3 separate regions of the Mus musculus genome follow, and all the other regions are linked to region 1. Evidence: chromatin contacts called from public HiChIP or PLAC-seq and Micro-C data. All regions are on one chromosome and are shown on one strand. Each heading gives the region's core, a stretch centred on a gene start, on an enhancer-like site or on the middle of the called end of the contact. The rest is flanking DNA. Distances are from core to core; before and after follow the strand shown. Region 1 has its middle 17 kb from the start of Gm47843. Region 2 overlaps Eya4 (EYA transcriptional coactivator and phosphatase 4). Region 3 overlaps Eya4 (EYA transcriptional coactivator and phosphatase 4).

Region 1 (3,196 bases), core at 301-2,800:
CTTTAGTCAGCATTTGAGAATGACTGTGGGTAAATTAGAATAGTTCTTTCTAATCATATTAAATTATGCCACAAAATATTTTTTTTTCACTGCGAGTCACTGGCCTTGCCTTCACTTCTAAACAGGTGATTTTCACGTGACAGAAGGAGGAGGAAGGAAGAGAAGAATGAAAGAAGAGAGGTAAAGGGCAGAAGCAGGTAGAAGAGGGGTCAAGGAGGAAGGAAAACAAGTAATGGGCCAGGAGATGATAGAAATTTATTTCTAGAACTTTCTATCATTTATTCATCAGCCTTAGTATAAATACTGTGTAAATTTTTTATTAGATACTTTCTTCATTTACATTTCAAATGCTATCCTGAAAGTTCCCTATACCCTCCCTCCGCCCTGCTCCCCTACCCACCCACTCCCACTTCTTGGCCCTGGCTTTCCCCTGTACTGGGGCATATAGAGTTTGCAAGATCAAGGGGCCTCTCTTCCCAATGATGGCCAACTAGGCCATCTTCTGCTACATATGCAGCTAGAGACACAAGTTCTGGGGGTACTGGTTAATTCATATTGTTGTTCCACCTATAGGGTTGCAGACCCCTTTAGCTCTTAGGTACTTTCTCTAGCTCCTACATTGGGGGCCCTGTGTCCCATCCTATAGATGACTGTGAGCATCCACTTCTGTATTTGCCAGGCACTGGCAAAGCCTCACAGGAAACAGGTATACCAGGGTCCCTTCAGAAAAATCTGGCTGGCATATGCAATAGTGTCTGAGTTTGGTAGCTGATTATGGGATGGACCCCCAGGTGGGGCATTCTCTGGATGGTCCATCCTTTTGTCTTAGCTCCAAACTTAATACTGTGTATTATTAACTGTCTAACTGACAATTGCTAGACAAACACTCCTGTAGCAGTATTTTTATTTCTAGATTGTCATTATATAAGTGCACATTTTATTTCTATTATTACATAGTGACTGAGAGTCCAGTCACCAATCCTTTTTCCCACATGCTGGAATTTACAAAAGCTCCTACTAACTCCATTCCTGCTGCAACCCCACAGGGACTTCCAATACAGCTTGCAGTTTGGGTCATAAAGGAAACAGACTAACACATGCAGATCATACCAGATCATACAGGCCATCCCAACTGGAGCAGCCATGACCCTCAATCTTACCAACCCACATATACCTCAGAAGCATGGAAATTTGGACTCACATTCTTTCTCCTCCTTTTCAAATTGGCATTTACCAAAATAAAAGAGGAAATGAAATGACACAAACCACTTTCATAAACTATTGTCAGTCCTGGCATACATTCCTAGTAATCTGCATGTTGATTCATTTTATGTCTTAACTCATGATCATAACTTGAATTTTAATCTAAAGTCAATTTACAAATTCAGAGACAATGGATACTGGTATCGTGGATGATCCTTCAAGTCTGGAGACTTTCAATATGTCCACTCTTAGGAGCTGAAAATCTGAAGCTCAAGCCTCACACGGAGGCTGTGGAATGCTAGGATGGAAGTTCTCCCAGTGTCTGGCTGCCCCACATTTTGTGGTTTCAAGCAAGAAGCCTAGAGTTATTTGGACATGGGTTTTGTGGTTAATGTATGATAAATGGGCTATTACACAGCAGTCCTTGAATGTTTACGTCAGCTGTGGCAATCATTCAAAAGACACTTCTCTTTTGGCAGCACACTCTTGCATTGAACATTTTCTGGCAGATCTGAGTTAGGAATGACAGAGGAACCTCCATGTTAAGTCATATTCTTGATAAATTTTGCATGAACTGGTGATGCACAGAAGTTCTGGTGAGGGAAATATATGAATTTCAGAAAGCAAAGAGACTTTTCTCCTCTTTCTAAACCAAAATGGATTAGATTAAATTAAATATACAATAGCCACAAATATCTAGAGACACTTCAGGGGTTGGTTCGCATTCTGGTTCCTAATCTTTCTTTATTCCTTTTCTTTATTAAATACAAATAATATCTCTAGACGTCATTTTTATAAGTTAAATTTATTTATGTGTTATTCAGTTGATTTCACTAAAAACTTAAACTCTTAATAGACACTTGATATTGTTCTACTGCCCTAGGATGATAAAGGATAGATAGAGAGTGTGGCCTCATAAGGTCTTAGATCTCATCTGTATTCATCTCTATGGCTTCTTCAATTTTTAGGATGAACATATTCAAAGGGATGATCAATATGGAGCACCCTTTTCCTTTTTATTAATTTGGTTCCTTGTTTACCTTGGCTTCCTTGAGTTTTCCAGACAAATTTATTGATTACTGCGATCTGTCTCTCCACCTTTTCAACAACAACAACAAAAGGTACACTCATATGGCAACTACACTGTGCATCGTGTAGCTGACATGCGGTTTCACTTATGATGACAGTGGAATGTGTACAGTGATGTGATGCCTGTTCTGTGCATGGAAAAACAGAGAAAATTTTATCTGCTTGACCATACACTTTCAAGAACTAAGAAAATTTCATTGGGATTGAGGAAACGGCTCAGTCTTTAAAGTGCTCCCCACCAAGGGTCTGAGCTCAGATCACTATCATCAGTGTAAAAATCCAGGAATGATGGCATACAGAACATCCCAATTCAGACTGACCCCAAGCCCTTCCTGGGCAACACAGACGTAAAGTGTGCTGAACATATCAACTAAACAAGACCATGTTCTCCTTTTGAGCTGAGGAGCCCATTGATAATCAGAAATTTTATAATGTCTAAATAAGTTCTGGGGAGGGAAAGTTAAGTCAAATCTCACGTGGAATGAATATACAAGATAATCTCACTTAAGTCTTACACTTACATGATCCAAAAAAATTGAATAAAATCAAATAGTAAATGTTGTTATATTTCCCTATCATTTACTTTCTAGACTTTAAATATTAACCATAAGGTATTTTCTTTTTGTTCTTATCATTTTTGTGACCGTACCTCACCCTGTAGCATGGGCTAGCCTCCAACTCACAAAATATTCCTGATTCAGCCCCCAAGGGTTAGAATCTCAAGCATGAGCCACCATTTTTAGCCATAAGAATATAGACATTATTTGTTAGTGTATCACCCAACTGTCACCAGCCAGTTCTCTAGGTGAACCACACCCACTTCCATTGATTCCAACGAACATGTTCATGAAGAAGACAGAACCTGTCTGCTCACATTTGTGTTAGAGTGATGTAGTCAAACTGC
Region 2 (3,196 bases), core at 260-2,759, 440 kb before region 1:
GATGAAACAAAGAAAAGAAGGGAGAAAGAAAGAGAAGAGAGAAAGAAAGAGAGAAAGAAAGAAAGAAAGAAAGAAAGAAAGAAAGAAAGAAAGAAAGAAAGAAAGAAAGAAAGGAAGGAAGGAAGGAAGGAAGGAAGGAAGGAAAAAGTAAGGAAGACGGAAGGAAGAAGGAAGGAAAAAGAAAATGTCCTCATGTAACTCTATCACGTTCAGTGAGTATAAACCAATAAAATAAAAACCTGAATCAAAAGCAACAGACTTGCTTCTTGACCACATTGCAGAAGTCTAGGCAGTGATAGTACTTGGCAGAGTTTCTCAGTCATTTCGAGTTCCTAACACAACGTTATAGTGACATAAATTAATACCCTAGATGGCGAGGCTTGTGGAAAGTGTGTGTGTCATCAGTAGAGAAAGAAGAAAAAGAACAGAATAGGAGATGAGGCCGCCTGAGCTATCTTGGTATCCCACAGTTGAGAGGGATGAGGGCTACCCTGAAACAGGAGGCATTGCACCTCCAAAAATCAGCCTTTCAGATGCAAGCGTTTCAAGCTGCCACCCCGGGGCTTTAACCTGACTAAGCAGTTAGCATGGAAGCTGGAAACCCCATTTTCCTCCAGAATATGGAGGCACTTAAGGAGCTCTCACAACCTAAGTGTCTTCAGACATGGTAATATTCTTTAAACAAGTGTTAACATGTATAGGTGTTTGGCCTTCATGTATATCTGTGTACTGTGCATGTATCTGGTACCCGTTGAGTCCAGAAGAGGGTTGGTTGCCATGGGACTGGAGTTGCAGAGAGCTGTGAGCAGCCGTCTGGGTATTAGGAACTGGACCTAGGTCCTCTGGAAGAGCAGCCAGTGATTTTAGCCACTAAGCCATCTTTCCAGCTCAGACATGGTGATATTCTTGGGAGGCGTTTAGAGAGAAATTAGTACCTGCAGCTTCTCACTTTGCTGAACTTCTGAAAGCGTTCCTTATGTAAATAACCTCCATCTCTTAACATAATATGCTTATTCTATAAAACCCCCAAAATGGTGAGGGGGATTTTTGTGAGCGCCTCTAACCACCAGAAGCTATTTTTCTAAAACAGTATTTCTCCATTCTAATTTTTTAAAAAGCTCTCCTGACATTTCAAGTATTAGCCCACATGTTTAATTTATACATAACTTGCCCCCAAATTCATTTTTTACTCCAGAGGACAACAGCTTATCAGACTCATGGACCGTGCACTCTGTACTTGAAGTTAGGTTTGAGGGTCTTCCAAATCTATCTTCTCTTTATATTTATGCTTAGTAATGCTGTGTGTTGACTCTGGACAGTTGCCCAGGGATTACAGTCCAGTGAAAGAAACTTGAACTTCAATTATATATATATGGAAAGATAAATAATTGTTCATCAACTAGTTTTCATTGTGGAAACCATGCAGGAGTCATTTTAACCTAAACCTCACATGCTCCAAAAACATTCAAGGGCTTTGGTTTTGAACACAGCTTAGCAAAGACCTCAAATTCTTAAAATAATTCTGGTGTTAATCATAAATGCTTTAAATTTGTCTTACAAGGGAACCACAAAGTTGTCCCTCATCTATTCCAGGTATAAGTCAGAACACTCTTCTCTCACATTTGTGAACCCCAACTCCCTGGTGCTTTCTCCTCTGGAAGTTATTCTAACTGAAATAACATTTTTTTGAACAGAGAGCATTCTCTTGCCGGGGGTGGGGGTGGGTGGAATGGAATGAAGTGTTGAGTGCTCAGATTCAGATTTGCAAGTTTTAAGGATGTTTGAGAGGAACAGCTGCCAGTGCCCATGGTGTATCGTGGACTGAAGTTTTTAATGTTTCAAATAGACATGTGAATTCTCACAAAAGACCCTGAGAGATTAAATATACAAGAGAAACAATGCTCACAATAAGCTAATGGTATACGGACTGTTTTGAGCAATTCTGTATGTCAGCAGAAGCAGGCTTAGCTCAATTCCTGTTATGGAGCCTTTGTAAGAAGCTGGCTGGCAAAAGGGGTATTGGAACAAATATGATGTTTAAAGTTAGGCACCCAGGACAGGAGGCATTGAGGTAAGTAACCAAAGGGACTTGAAAGTTACTGTGTGCATCTCATTAATCCACTGCTTGTCCATGCCACTTGGAAATATACTTTTGTATTCCTGGGCTCATCTACCTGTGCGAGCACACATGCAGACTGTGTGTGCAGTCCATTGCTTGCATGCCTATTGTGTGTGCATATGACACTCACTTGATTAGATTTATCTTTTACTGATCAAATGGAATACATCTGAACAGCTGAACTATGGGGTGTAAGTCAAATAATGATCCCGTGACGTCTAAGACCCCCCAAATGCCAATATTTTCTGTTTAGTGTTCCTGTCAGTGATACCAACCAGTATATATGAAGTGCTTTTAGCATAAGATCTACCATAAGATGAAAAATCTTAAAGCACTGTATATAGCCACAGCTTTTTATATAGGCTGTGGTACTTTAAGTATGTAAAATATTTACCCGTTAGGGGCAAGACACACTCTCCTTCTCATTTTAATGTTCTGGTAAAAGCTGATTTTATTTATTGTTAGTGTGTTTGTGTGTGTGTGTGTGTGTGCACTCCTGGGGGTGGCATGTATGCAATAGTGCCTATATGGAGTCAGAAGAGAAGAAGAGAACTCTCTCAGGTCTGCTCTCTCCTTTCATAGTGGGTCTGAGGAGTTCATGGTCCTAGTTTTCCCTGTTCCACCTTATTTATAAGATGCCACCAAAAAGCTAAAAGTTCAGAACACACTCCATGTGCTTCTAGTAAAAAAAAGAAGTCACATGAGGTAGACATCATAAACCTGGGACAAACCCATATAAAACTTCTCGTTTCTTTTAGTAACTTTGAAAATATACATCATCTTACAATTTTTAAGCCGAGACTCATGCACATAGAGAACAAGAAAACTAACACATGGCTGTTGCTATGTTTACAATGTCATGTTCAATGTGAGGTCAGTCGTGTTTCCTATGAACAGGCACCATTACAAAACTGTATCCCTGGGAGTGATAAGCAGTGAGGTTAGCCACACTCAGGCTTTGCAAGGTCGTCAGAATTTCTTACAAGTGTAGAAACTAGATGAAGAACACGCAGCTTTCGTATTGCTCATTAACAGATAAAGCTTCTTCAAACAGACATTTTATTACCCAGGGAAAAC
Region 3 (3,196 bases), core at 384-2,883, 380 kb before region 1:
CTTTGATCCAGAGATCAATGGAATGCAAAATATTGACAAATACTATGACCGTGGTTGCAAAGATGTACTGGATAATATCCACCATCCATTCACGGTGTACATTCTTGGTAAGCTAAGCCAGTGAGTTCTCCTTCATCTATGAAAACATTCATGAAAACCTCTGCAGCTTGCACCACAGTAAATGAGGAAATGCCAAAGAATTTCAGAGCAAGGACTGAGATGTGTGCTTTCCCCTTGGGTGCAGCGTTCTTCCAGCAGTGTTAAACAGGCAGGAGAAATAAAATATCAACAAGGAGTAAAGACAGAAAGAAAATGGTCTCTAGAAACTTAAGGGGGACTCCTCTTTAATTCATACCAATCTCAATTAAGATTTTTTTGTTTTTGTAAAAATTTTGTAAAATCCACTGGGTGATTTTTTTTTCCAAAGATAAACATGCAAAGACTTTCTCAGTAGTCAATAAAACCAAAAAAGTGTTTCTGTCCTCAATAAGCCCATAGTTTAGACACTGAACTATCAAGATGGCGATGTGCCAAGGGAGCTGGAAGTTGGGCTGTTCACTGTACAACTATGGTTCAACTCAGCCCAAGAAGATTCTGAGTGATCAGATACCTGGACTTAACTGCCATGTAACAGAAAGGGCTTGTGTTTGGGGAAAAACTGACAAAGGAAAACAAACACTGTCCTTTAGAGTTCATTGAGTTTTCTTATATAATATTCAAGAAACTGTAAATATTCTGAGGAATCAGGGAAACCTGACTCCTGTTGAAGAGAACGCACATTAGTGAGAAGCAGGCCTATGTATGACCTTGGCTTTAGAATCAGCAGGAAAGACCTGGCTGGGCCTTGTCTTAGGGTTTTATTGTTGCGATGAAACACCATGACCAAAAAGCAAGTTGAGCAGGAAAGTGTTTATTTGGCTTACATTTCCAGATCACAATCCATCATAAGAGGAAGTCAAGACAGGAACTCAAACAGGGTAGGGGCCTTGAGACAGGAGCTGATGTAGAGACCACTGAGGGTGCTGCTTACTGGCTTGCTCACCATGGCTTGCTCAGCCTGCTGTCTTACAGAACCCAGGGCCATCAGCCCAGGGATGGCCCCACCCACAATGGGATGGGCCCTCCCCCACTGATCACTACCTAAGAAAATGTCCTATGGCTGGATCTCATGGAGGCATTTCCTCTACTGAGGCTCTTTGCATGGTGATGACTCTAGTTTGTGTCAGGATGACACACAAAACCCAACCAGTACAATGTTGATCTTCTGTGCAACTCTACTGGCAGAAAACAAGTAGAAATTAATTCCTGGACTCTCCCTTAATTAGAGATAAAAATCTAAATAGAGGTGTACACTGTCCAGGCAAACACTGGTGTTTATGTGGTCAATGATCTGAGGAACATTAAAGGGTTGAAATGGAGTGGGGGATCCTTGCACTGACAGCCTGAGGATCTCTGCTTCAGACTTCTCTGAACTTCTACCTTAACTGGCTCTCAGCACAAGCAAAGACTTTTGGACACAAGAGGGCAGAGTCTCTGCCTTGGACTTTAAGGTTTAGAATATTAGCAGCCCACTGATGGGACAGACTGTAGTGTAAGCTTAAAGAGTCAGGAAAAATATCTCTGAAATTGCTAGCTAGATTTTGATTGGTTCAAATAAAGGACCCCGAGGGAGGCTTCTAGTTAGTGGTATTACTGAAGTCCCAAAGTAGTGTGGGGGCTCTGAGCCAATTTGGATCATGTACAAGATGTGTAAGCCAGGGAAACCAGTCAGGAATGAAAAAACATAGCATACACCACAAAAAAAAAAAAAAAAAAAAAAAAAAAAAAAAAAAAAAAAAAAAAAAAAAAAGCAAAGAAGCGAAACGTGTTGCTTCTGCAAACCAACCAAAGCTTAGCCTATGAAGCGAATAGAGCCCTGGTGTGTTGCAGTCCGGACCACAGGAAATGAGAAGGCAGCTATCTGGAGTTTTACAGTGCAGCTCCCAGGGCGTATTTATTTTACTGGATTTAAACCTCCTCCAATTAAAGGAGTCTTTAGCGAACAGAACTATGTCATCATTCCCGTGACTGCTGAAGTATCTTCCTGTAGTCTCTTGTGTCTGCTTTGGAATGCCTGCAATTGTCTAACTTCAGGGACTTTGAAAGTTCAATGTAATAGAATTGTTTTCAAAAATTGCAGATGTCAATATAAACACGGACTTGCCTCCTCTAACACTGCTCATGCACATTGCATGTCAAGGCATCCCTCCCTCCCTCCTAGGCTGTCTCTTTCAACTCCCTTTTCAGGAGCCTTGAATCATCAGGCTTTCAAACATTAGGATCTGTCTGGGCAATTTAAATAAGGGAACTTAATCTTAGCCTGACGTGGTCATTGAGAAGAAGAAATGAGAGAATCCCAAGACGTAGGAACCAGCTTCTTGATTCTTTTTTAGAGTTTTTGTTTATAGCCCAGGTGGAATTTGATTTGAATAGTCCGAAGGGTCCTCCTCAAACCCAAGGGAGGGTAAACCTTAAATTTGTGTACTGCAGAATCTATTCCAACTCAGACACTATGATTCACCCTTTGTAGATCCTGGTAATGACTCATGGCCCTGTTTATTTATAGAGTCCCTCCATCAGCTGTTCAGGACCCAAGAAATGCAAGTCTCCTAGACTTTACAACCCTGTCACATGAGCTTTCTTTCTCTGTATGAAACAGACATCACAGAATAAGTTTCTAGGTTCCCAATTCACAGTGCCTACCGAGAGAAACTGCAGTATGACCTCTAGATGGATGCATATGAACATATGGGGTTAGTATTGGCTTTGCTGATAATGTTGCTTAGTATAAGACATAATAATAAATTCTCCCTAGCTGAGAAATAGAAGTGACATAGAGGATTCTTTTCATCTGACTGGAGTGGAAGGCTCCAGAAGAGCAGAAACCTGTCTCTGTTGTGCGCTCTGCCCCATCCCACAACTATTATGATGACATGAAGTATCTAGCCATGATAACATGTGCATAGTAACATAGCAATAGAAAAGAACGATTAGATCGGTTGACCTGAGATACTTGAGGTCAGATTTAGTGTAGTTTAGTGACCTGTTTGGCTAATTCTGTTCTAAGCACAGTCCTAGGAACAGAAGGAACTTTTTGGCTTCTAATACAAAGATGGGGTTAGTTCTATGATGTAAATGTGTGTTGAATTTTCATGTA

Evidence for each region. A called contact is a pair of places that touch in the nucleus more often than the background predicts. HiChIP or PLAC-seq counts read pairs in DNA pulled down with a chosen protein or histone mark.
Region 2: a Micro-C map of embryonic fibroblasts shows a contact between it and region 1, with 8 times the contacts expected there. The contact joins two enhancer-like sites. A contact is called at or near these places in 1 of 484 Hi-C or Micro-C datasets (embryonic fibroblasts) and 1 of 9 other capture datasets (embryonic stem cells).
Region 3: an H3K27ac HiChIP or PLAC-seq map of embryonic fibroblasts shows a contact between it and region 1, with 4 times the contacts expected there. The contact joins two enhancer-like sites. A contact is called at or near these places in 3 of 39 promoter capture datasets (cranial neural crest, frontonasal cranial neural crest and neural stem cells), 1 of 15 datasets of contacts at CTCF or cohesin (the NIH/3T3 cell line) and 1 of 115 datasets of contacts at active chromatin or transcription factors (embryonic fibroblasts).

The regions. Positions count from the first base shown.
Region 1 is chr10:23,556,446-23,559,641 of GRCm38.p6, forward strand. No RefSeq gene overlaps it. Among named protein-coding and RNA genes, the nearest start is that of Gm47843, 17 kb to the right of the region's middle. Within about 2 kb of position 1,551, at least 34 of the 459 cell types and tissues checked have an H3K27ac peak or open chromatin away from gene starts, as enhancers often do. A contact at or near this core is called in embryonic fibroblasts, where this site is marked.
Region 2 is chr10:23,118,937-23,122,132 of GRCm38.p6, forward strand. The region is part of intron 13 of Eya4 (EYA transcriptional coactivator and phosphatase 4); the gene reads right to left. Among named protein-coding and RNA genes, the nearest start is that of Gm24655, 46 kb to the right of the region's middle. Within about 2 kb of position 1,510, at least 7 of the 459 cell types and tissues checked have an H3K27ac peak or open chromatin away from gene starts, as enhancers often do. A contact at or near this core is called in embryonic fibroblasts, where this site is marked.
Region 3 is chr10:23,175,223-23,178,418 of GRCm38.p6, forward strand. All of the region lies in intron 3 of Eya4 (EYA transcriptional coactivator and phosphatase 4), which reads right to left. Among named protein-coding and RNA genes, the nearest start is that of Gm24655, 9.8 kb to the left of the region's middle. Within about 2 kb of position 1,634, at least 35 of the 459 cell types and tissues checked have an H3K27ac peak or open chromatin away from gene starts, as enhancers often do. A contact at or near this core is called in embryonic fibroblasts, where this site is marked.